Linked DNA regions of Sus scrofa: all the other regions are linked to region 3. Evidence: chromatin contacts called from public targeted proximity ligation data. All regions are on one chromosome and are shown on one strand. The core of a region is the stretch at or near the end of the contact, and the rest is flanking DNA. Distances in the headings are between cores, read along the strand shown. Region 1 has its middle 23 kb from the start of EXT1. Region 2 overlaps EXT1 (exostosin-1). Region 3 overlaps EXT1 (exostosin-1).

Region 1 (3,509 bases), core at 231-2,730, 240 kb before region 3:
GGGGAAAGGGGAGGTATTGGGATGGATAGGCATTTGGGGGTTTTTTGGATGCAAACTGTTATATTTGGAATGGATGGGGAATGGGATCTTACTGTACAGCACAGGGAAATGTATGTGATTGGGTCACTTTGTTGTACAACAGAACTTGTTGAAACATTGTAAATCAACTATTCTTTAATAATAATAATAATAATAATAATAATAAAATTTTTAAAAGTCTGTAAGTCTGTTTCTATTCTGTATATAGGTTTTTTAAAATATTCTTTTACTTTATGGCTTATCATAGAATATTGAATATAGTTCCCTATGCTATACAGTGGGACCTTGTTGTTTACCATTCTATATATAATAGTTTGCAATTGCTAGCCCCAAACTCCCACTCTATCCCTCTCCCTCTCTCCTCCCCCTCTGCAACCACAAGCCTGTTCTCTACATCTGTGAGTCTGTTTCTGTTTTGTAGATAGGTTCATTTGTGCCCTATTTTAGATTCCACATACAAGTGATATCATATGGTGTTTGTCTTTCTCCTTCTGACTTACTTTACTTAGTATGAGCATCTCTAGTTGCATCCATGTTGCTGCAAATGGCATTATTTTGTTCTTTTTTATGGCTGAGTATTATTCCATTGTATATATGTACCACATCTTAATTCATTTCTCAATGGACATTTAGGTTATTTCCATGTCTTGTCTATTGTGAACAGTGCTGCTATGAGCATAGGGATATATGTGTCATTTTGAATTATAGTTTTGTCCGGATATATGCCTAGGAGTGGGATTACTGGATCATATGGTAAGTCTATTTTTAGTTTTTTGAGGAACCTCCATACTGTTTTGCTTGGTGGCTACACCAACTTTCATTCCTACCATCAGTGTAAGAGGGTACCTTTTTCTCCACACCCTCTCTAGCACTTGTTTATTTGTAGACTTATAGATGATGGCCATTCTGACTGGCATGAGGTGATATCTCATTGTAGTTTTGATTTGCATTTCTCTAATAATTAGCAACACTGAGCATCTTTTCATGTGCCTGTTGGCCATCTGTATGTAAGACCCATTCTCTTATCACTACCCCATGCTGCCTCCTTCCTTATCATTTAAGGATCAAATCAAGTTTCACCTCCATTCTCCCCATCCCTGATTCTTCCATTCTAAGCAGGCATCTGTTCCATACCTCTTCTTGTTGACTCATTTTGCCTAATATTGATATTTTATTTTCCCCTCTAATCTTCATTCCACAAAAAATAAAAGAAAAAAATTAGTGCCAAGGGTGAGAGAAATGCTTTCTACTACTTCTGCAACTACCCCTCATGTGTATTCTTAATATTTTTTGGATGGTGCTGTGCTAACTTGTAGAGCTTAAGAACACAGCACGGAAGGAAAACTTCTGTTCTTCAATTTAAGCTGATACTTCTACATTCTGCGTAACCTAGTGTCTACAGGGCAATGCAAGCACTGCTGGGAAATGGGGCTGTGCATTCTGGTGGAGGAAGAACTCCTATTACCAAAGAGATGGAAGAGGAAGAACAGGCAAAAAGAAACTAGGAATTTGTCCAAACAGGAAGCCCTGGGTTTTCTTCCTTGCTGACTGATCACACTTTTGCTTCACATTCCACATCTCCTAAAGGCTCCTGCCATTACTTCACAGCAGGCATCAGAGCGACTTCCCTTCCTCCAGTTTACATAGCTGCAGCTGGTCTAGGGGAGCCAGATCCAGGAGCAAAGATATCAGCTGTGCATAGCTCTAGGTTTTCTCAAAGGGAAACTTCGAAGTAGTTTTCAAAGGTTAAAGGAAACTTGCCAGCCTAGAAGCTGCTGGAAAAATCCAGCACATACTTGATTCCTTTCCAACCTAAGGGGAGTTTCTAAAGGATGGAGAAGCTATAGCTCATTGGAAAGAGAACACCAGGGAAATCAGAACTCAACAGTGGACATCTGGATTTATAACTGGAAAAACTTCTCTGGTGTTAAAGTTAGGTCTGCCCCTTAAATTCCACCTTGTGACCGTCCCACTAGATCTGTTCCACAGCTTTGGTTCCAGCCATTCAGTTCATGAGAATGCATGGGAGCATCAACCAAGGAACAGATGCAGATTCCCAGGCCCACCCCTTCCAGAGTTTCTAATTTAATAGTCTAGGTTTGGCCTGGGAACCTGCATCCGTTCCTAGGTGATGCTAATGGGGCTGATCCAAGGACATTTTGAGAACAATGTCCCTAAGCAAGAAAGATATTCAGATAAAGGAACCTCCCTTCTACAAAGTATTTGGGATCATGATGGTCTCAAATCCCCTATTGCATTTCTCACTGGAGACCAGATCACTTTACAGTGACTTCCAGAAAGAGGCCCTCGTGGGAAAGCCCTGATGCGTTTTGACCAGCTGTGCTGGGTTGGGAGCTAATTAGGAGGAAAGCTAGAATGGTCCTGCTTTCCCAGCCATGTTATCCAGCAAACCCAGAGACAGTGCGCCAGTAAAGAAAATTATACAGATGAGACCTGGAAGCTGCCATTTCATTAGGGAAGGTTTTACCTTTTTCATTACAGGAAAAATCTAATATTTCCCATCTCTCCCTTCACCAAAAGTAGGCAAGCATAAAACCAAAGTCAATTTCTTACAATTTAGTAACCTCAGCACCAACCAATTATATTCTAGGACATGAGAAACAGCTGTTGTAACATTAGAGCTCGAACAGTTTCATCTCAGCTATTTAAAGGGATAAAAGAGCCAATATTTTCATTCCCTTGTGATATTATCAAGTCATGATAAACAACCAAGACTGTAGTATTAATTACATTAATTTGGAGAGGAGAGAGACCATTTTAATTGCTCCAAGCTGGAGAATAATTTTTTATGGGCAGACAATCATTCCATAAATTCACACTAGAAAGGGTCCTTTGTCTTCTTCTATCAGCAGCAAAATTTCTGGAGGCAAAAAAATGACCACCTCCTTTTAAGGTGGATTTCAGTAGAAAAAAACATTCTCACTATTGCTATGTGTCATTCAGTGAACCCTGACTTGTTGAGCTATTTGAAAGAAAGACACACAGGGGAAGTATTTTTATTGAAATATTTTGAAATCAAAAACAAGAAGTAGGACTGACACAGCGAGATTTAAATACTTTCTCATATACGAAATGACCCTCCCTCTCAGGGTCAAGAAGACCAAATGAATGTGTACATCAAAATGTTCTGTAAACTACAGTATCATATAAAAGCAGAAAAGGAGAGGGAAAAATCATTTACTGCGTGCCTTCTACATGGGGCACTGAGCTAGGTGCTTGACTTCTGTGATCCTATTTTAATACTCATAGAAATCATAGGACGAGAAATAAGAACATAAAAAGGAGAGAATGCAATAAATAGGTGAGGAAAATGCCAATTTGTCATTGTGGAAGCTATTCAGATAAAAGTGTACACACAGTTCCAATTAATTAATGTGATATATGCTATCCATGATAGACAGATAACCTCACTCACTCCAAAACACACAATAAATATGTACTGACCTGAT
Region 2 (3,872 bases), core at 550-3,049, 140 kb before region 3:
AAATCTGGTTTCTCACCATAATGTGGTCAAACATGGGCTCTTTCTATTTCTTCTTTTTTTTTTTTTTAAGGCCACACCCATGGCTTATGGAGATTCCCAGGCTAGGGGTTGAATCAGAGCTACAGCTGTCAGCCTATGTCACAGCCACAACAACGCAGGATCCAAGCCAAGTCTGTGACCTACCACAGCTCATGGCAATGCCAGATCCTTAACCCACTGAGCGAGGCCAGGGATTGAACCCGCATCCTCATGAATCCTAGTTGGATTTGTTACTGCTGAGTCATGATGGAAACTCCAGGCTCTTTTTACTTCTCATTTGAGATTTTCATGAACTAGAATGCGTCTTCATTAAACAGCAGTTTCAGCATTACTAGACTCTGCTTTTTTGAGGGCTGTTGTGCTTTCACAGAATTTCTGAAATGTAGCTACACTTCAGGATGAAAATGTGAAGTGAAAATGCTAACATAGGAAACGCCCATAGTAGCATTTCTATTACCTGCCTTTCTACTTGAGGGGTTTTGCGTTTTTGGTGTGTTCATTTATTTTTGGATAAAACTGAGCAAGCCTGCTTAGCCAGGGTCCCAACTCACTGGCCCAAATGAAGGAAGTGTCAAACCCTTTCACCTTCTCTCAGAATTCATGTGAATTATTGATGCCTGCTTGAGTGTTCAGTGAAAAGAAATTCATCGGTGTTTTCTTCAAAAATTCTCATTTTTGGGGGTATTTTGACTTGATGTTACTCGTTGGTGGTCTTTTCAATGTACTTCCTGGTCCTCGATGCTGAAACAGAATGTAGACTTAATCTTGGATTGAAAGAAGGAATTAACATATACATATCTGGGCATATCTTGTCCAACATGCATTAAAAAATTATATATATGTATATATGTGTATGTATATGTATGTATATATGTGTGTGTGTATATATGTGTGTGTGTGTATATATGTGTGTGTATATATATATATATATATATATATATATATATATATATATATACTTGCACTATTTAAAATGAAAGGATGCCACAAAACCTCCTATCCCTACAAATATTTATTGAGCCCACTGTTCCAGATGGTGGGATATAGGAAAGTGACCCAGACATTCAAAATCACTGCCCTAAAGGGGCTGCGTTCTTCCTGTAGGGGTGTGTGTGTGTGTGTGTGTAGAGAAGGTAGATAATTTAATAAATTAACAAGATCATTTCAGACTATAGCAAGTTCTATGAAAGGGACAAATGGTCCATATCAAAGGGAGGAGGCTAAAAGGGGGTGGGGTCATGGTCAGTGTTCACTTCTTTTTCTGCAATGAATGGGGGCAGGGAGCGGGTGGATGTATTTGGTGTATTAGGATCTTTTGGTAGAGTTTAATGAAGGGTGCTAGAAAGGTTTGTGGGCCCCTCAGATTTCACGTTATAACCTAACCTCCACTGGGATGATATTTGGAGATGGGGCCTTTGCAAGGTGATTAGGTCATGAGGGTGGGGCCCATGCAAGTGGATTTGTGCCCTTATAAAAGAGACCCCAGAGGGATCCCTTGCCTTTCCTTGTGTGAGGACACAGCAGAGTTGTTAGAAAGTGTAGGGACGAGCCCAGGGTCCCAGGGCAGTCAGTGCTCAGTGAACAGGAAGTGCCTTTATGAGTGTTCAGCATCCTATGTGTGGTAAGTCTTCAATGAATACGACTTAGAAGAAGGGGACACAGCTGATCCTAAATAAAAACTCGAGCTAAGTCTAAATAGGTTGTCAGAAGGGGATGTCCTGGAGGCTATGTTGAAACAAGAAAGTCAAACACGAGAGGGCTGATGGACTTGGTGACCTCTGAGTTCCACCCCGCCCCCTGCCTGACATGCTAATTCTGCCCCTTCTAGGGCATTGCACACTGGCCCTGGCACAGAGGAAGTGCTTCCCGAATATGCAGACAGCTGTTGACCTTCTATTAAACTGAATTTATATTTTAAACTGAATTTATTTATATATTTAAGCCAAATTTATATTTAATCCACGAAGGGAGCAAATAAGCCTCCAATGGAAGTGGTTCTTTTTGTAATTTGTCATTATGCAGCAATTTTTTAAAGAAAAACTTAGTACATGTTTTAAATACTGTCAGGATTTATCTTTCCCTCTCTTACATTAAAGCAAAATGCTTTTGGGACCCAAAACTCGAATTCTTCTTTTCTAGCTTATTTTTTTTAACTGTCTTTAAGATCTCTTACTAATGTAAGGGAGTGAGCTGGAATTGTTTGAAAGGAAGAAAATTCAAAGATTGAAACTAATTCATCCAAGTATATTTAGCCATTTGGTCATAGAGGAAAAGATAGATTTTTGGATCTTTCAGTTTGCAGTGGAGAACTCATATTTGATTTTACCTAATGTGTAAAATTGGTCAGAGGCTGCCTAGGAGAAGTCAGATCATTAAAGTATGTGTGTGTAAGAAAAAATAAACACAGATCCCCCTTTTCTGGTTTGTCATAGAGAGGAACACTTTTTTAAGTGTCTTCTCATCTGAAAATTGTATGCTGCTTGAGGCCGATATTGGTGTCTTTTGTCTTTGTTTTTTCTTTTTTTAGCACGGCACCCGTGGCTTATGGAGATTCACAGGCTAGGGGCCGAATCAGAGCTGTAGCTGCTGGCCTACGCCGCACCTCACGACAACGCCAGATCCTTAACCCATTGAGCAAGGCCAAGGATCAAACCCTCATCCTCATGGATACTAGTCAGGTTTATTAACCTCTGAGCCACAATGGGAACTCCCCAGACATTAATGTCTTTTGATATTAGTGTGCATGTGTCTTCCTGTGTGTATATGTATGTTCATGTGTGCACCTGTGCAAACTCACAGCCACTTCTCATGCTTTTATATAATGTACACCTATAACACTCAAGGTCTGGGGGGCTTGTTTATTTCACATGGCCATTTTACTCAGATTATCCTGGAGAAAATTCTGAAGAAAGCTTTATGTATTGACCATAAAGTTAGAAAATGTGACCTGTAAAATGATACTGAGATAGGAATTTAAACTCCCTTTCCTCCTTTCTCGAGCATTTTTTGAAGCCATTGTTTCCTACTCTTGCTTGAATATAAATGTTACTTGGGGAGGAAAATTCAGATTGTGAGGTTTCTCCCCTAGAGAGTCTTACTGACTTAGTCTGGCTATGATAGAGCATATTTGGTACACACGGGAAGTTGAGAAGCGGGGAATAAAATTTCACTTGGAAAAGTATTGCAGGAATAAGGAAGAGAGTTGGCAAAATCTTGCAGGTTCAAAAGAGCATTGGAGAAAGGGCTGTGGGCCCACGTGCCTCAAGGGTAGGGGAGGTGGGGGTGGGGAAGATGAACCCCAGGAGGTGATTGACAGACAGGTGGTCAAGGGCCTGTGTTCAAGGCTCAAGAGTTTTAACTTCATGGTGGGCCTATGCCTTAATCAGCATGTATGTTTTTTTTTTTTTGTTCTTATTGATCACAAATGTCGTATTTGTCCATTAAAAAGTGGAAACATTGTGGAATAAATTGATTCCCAAAGAGAGATGTTCCCATAATTCTACCCTGTCCAACTCCAGAGAAATGACTATTGTAAAGCGTTGGGTGGATCCAATGAGTGATTGAGAATTATAGCTCTGGTGGCTGATACCATGGAATGTGATGAAAATGCTCAAATGTAGATGTTACGCCATTTCAGTAGCCATTTCAGGCAAGAGGTGAATGAGGCTGAGCTAAGGCCTAGGAGGCTGCAGAAAAGGGAAGGCAGCCAAGAGATATTTAGACAGTGGAATGGATAGTGTGTCGGGGGGTGAAAAGGTGAATCAGAGGGACCCCTGATTTCCACCTGGGTTAACTGGCTGGACAGTGGTGTCACTGAGCAAGCTTAGGAGTCT
Region 3 (3,345 bases), core at 747-3,246:
GCTGAAAAGCTCACAGATGGGAAGACAGAAGCAGATTTGCACTTTTATGGCATGAAAACTTTGATGTCTTCTTACAGAGAAACTACCCTGGATAATTCAAAATTTTAAATGTACATTCAAGTGTGACTGCAGTTTACCTGCTAATGCTGTTAAAGTGACATCTGGCCTAGACTCCAGCTGGTCTGTGGTCTTTGAAAAGACAGCCACACAAAGCCACTTGCATAGCTCCTTACCCTCCAAAAGACCTCTCCAGGGTGCACGCCATTGCAACCATTGCTTAGCTAGGGTTATTTCCTGAGGAGAGCTCTAGTTTGGGTTTATCTAGTTGTGTACTATCAAGGTAACAAGGGATCTCAGAAGGCTAGAAAGAGAAGTAGTATCGATGGAAGTGCCTTTAGAGGAGAGCCGGAATTGACTCAAGCATTAGCTCCAGAATTGCCAGTGGTTGTTTCATGGCCGTGATGGATTCGATGAGCTTTTATTGCTGCTTTCACTGGGAGCACCATCCAGGGGCAATGAGGATAAGCACTGTCTAGTGAAGAGCAGTTTCTGGAATTATTTGGAAGTGAGTTGTAATCTCAGGAGTTGCAGCACAAAGGCCAAAAAGAAATTTATAAAGAAAGTAGAAGCTGACCAGGAGATGACGTCAAAGAAATGAAGCCTTGAGTTGATTCCCCCCACCCCCCCAATTCTGGGTACCCCAAGTCACTTTTAAATGTTCTAGTACTTAAAGGGAACATTAAAAATTACATGACTAGACCCCCTTGAAAAAAAAAAAAAGTTGTAATTGAAGACAACACGCATACCTTTGGAGTAGGTTACCTGGGTTAGAACCCTTCACTGATTATTGTTTTTATCTTCGTTGCTTTATTTCTTTTTTTAGTCCTTGATATTTCATGGGCTTAGGCCTTTCTTTCTCTCAGACAGCAAAACCTTTTTAAACAAATACAACATGATGCCATATGGTATTTTTATACCCAGAGCACCTAGCACATTGATAGGCACAAAGGACTGATTGAGTAATTCTGCTTTTGAGGGAATGAGCAGAATTACAGCCCATCTAAAGCTGCAAAGTAATGGTCCATGTTCTTTTTCTACTGTGGGTATTTCACTGAGGTGAATTGGGAATTGGTAGAACTGAGTATTGATTGGGATGGAAGGTCTTAATAGCAGTGATATTAAGACACTAGGAAATTAAAGCAGCCTGCTAGCCATCACTTCTCCCCTCCCCCCAACAATCAAACAAGCAAATAAACTGAATAACAACAATAAAAATCCAACTTGGAGTTCCTGTTGAGGCTCAGCAGAAACAAATCTGACTAGCATCCATGAGGATGCAGGTTTCATCTCTGGCCTTGCTCAGTGGATTAAAGATCTGGCATTGCCTTGAAGTGTGGTGTAGGTAGCAGATGTGGCTTGGATCTAAAGTTGCTGTGGCTGTGGCTGTGGCATAGGCCAGCTGCAATTCCACCCCTAGCCTGGGAACTTCCATATGCCATGGGTGCAGCCTTAAAAAGACAAAAAAAAAAAAAAAAATCCAACTCACTAGGTTTGGTCTGGTAACAGTTTCCTTAATAGGCTTTGATCTTGAGGTAAGTACACAACTTCATCCTCAATTTTTTAACTGGCAAAAAAAAAATTCCCACTAGATTTATCACTGCTTGATTTCTTAATAATATTCCTCATCAGAATAACATTTGGGGAAGCTACTTTATGCCAGGACAATTCCAGCGAATCTCTTGAAGAAGACATGTATTTTTTGTGTGTGCAGCAACAACTAGTTTGGGAGAAGCACTGGGCGTGGTTTTGTGGTTTCCTTCTTGTTAGGGCTGCTCATCACTTCAACCACAAAAATCACTGCCAACCTTCAGAAGGGGAAAGAAATATTGGCCAACCTACATTTTCTTTTCTTTTTTTAATGACATGCAGTGACTTGGGTTCTTAGAGACCAGCCAGATGAGTTGTGTTTGGAGTTCCCCAATATAGTCTTTGCAGAAATGTGGGTTTGTTTCTACATTGCTACAAACCGTTCCTCTGCATTGGGGTTGGCCTCTGTCCTGGAACCACAAACGTGGTTTGCTCTACCAGCTGACTCATCCCACTTAACTTCCGTGTCACCGTGAAGAACCAACATCCCTCACCAGCCCATGAGGTTGTGAGACAGTAAACACTGAAATGAGTGGTAGGAGCTGGCCAGCCTATATTAAAAACCAGAGTCGGAGTTCCCATTGTGGCGCAGTGGTTAACGAATCCGACTAGGAACCATGAGGTTGCAGGTTTGGTCCCTGCCCTTGCTCAGTGGGTTGGCGATCCGGCGTTGCCGTGAGCTGTGGTGTAGGTTGCAGACGCAGCTCGGATCCCGCGTTGCTGTGGCTCTGGCGTGGGCCTGTGGCTACAGCTCCGATTCAACCCCTAGGAACCTCCATATGCTGCGGGAGCGGCCCAAGAAATAGCAACAACAACAACAACAACAAAAAAAGACCAAAAAAAAAAAAAAAAAAAAAAAAAAAACAGAGTTGTTCATTGATTCCTTCAAGTACTATTTATGGAACCCCCAAACTAGCCAGGCATTGCTCCAGGAACTATGGATACAGTGATAAACTAGTAATTGCAAACTTTTTCTTTGAAGTACCAGATAGTAAATATTTAGGCTTTACAGCCCTTACCATTCTTATTTCAACTCTGTTAAATTTTTTTATGCAGAGTAGCCATATAGCATATAAACAATGATTAGCTGTGTTCTAATGAAACTTGATTTATAAAAACAGATAACATATGACCCATAGTTTACTACCCTTGAACTAGACATAATATTCTTGTCCTTGTTGAGTGTGCATTCTAGTCATCTGCATTTAATTTAATTTAGTAGCTATATTTTATAAGTAGTTATATTTTATAAGGAAGATATATTCCTGAACACCTCACCTAATTCAAAACAAGAAAGATCCAAAACTTGGAAACTTTCATAAGGTAAAAAATTCATAAACAGGTTAAAATGTCAATATAACCAACAAGCAAAAAGTCTCGCATATAAGTAAAAACAAAACCATATTTTAAAAAGCACTTTTTTTTTTTTACCAGGTCATTATTAATAATGGTTGCTAACAATGGAATATATTTTCTAGACCTTACACAGCCACAAGAAAACTAAACTATCTGTAGCTTTTGGTGAATTGACCATTCCTTTAATGCTATGAAGACAAGATGGAAACTTATTAGTAACTTCAGAAATCTAAAGTTTTTGAGTTCACCCCATCCCATCATGTCAAAACTGCTGCAAACCCCATAAGTAGCTTAAAGAAACATGTTGTTTAGAAATTTGGTGAATGCAGGAAATTGTTCATT

Evidence for each region.
Region 1: a contact with region 3 is called in a targeted proximity ligation map of alveolar macrophages. A contact is called at or near these places in 4 of 47 Hi-C or Micro-C datasets (blood, heart right ventricle and omental adipose tissue) and 1 of 2 datasets of targeted methods (alveolar macrophages).
Region 2: a contact with region 3 is called in a targeted proximity ligation map of alveolar macrophages. A contact is called at or near these places in 1 of 47 Hi-C or Micro-C datasets (embryonic fibroblasts) and 1 of 2 datasets of targeted methods (alveolar macrophages).

The regions. Positions count from the first base shown.
Region 1 is chr4:20,620,466-20,623,974 of Sscrofa11.1, forward strand. No RefSeq gene overlaps it. Among named protein-coding and RNA genes, the nearest start is that of EXT1, 23 kb to the right of the region's middle.
Region 2 is chr4:20,718,957-20,722,828 of Sscrofa11.1, forward strand. The region is part of intron 1 of EXT1 (exostosin-1); the gene reads left to right. It also overlaps the pseudogene LOC102166572. Among named protein-coding and RNA genes, the nearest start is that of EXT1, 76 kb to the left of the region's middle.
Region 3 is chr4:20,858,840-20,862,184 of Sscrofa11.1, forward strand. The region is part of intron 1 of EXT1 (exostosin-1); the gene reads left to right. Among named protein-coding and RNA genes, the nearest start is that of EXT1, 220 kb to the left of the region's middle.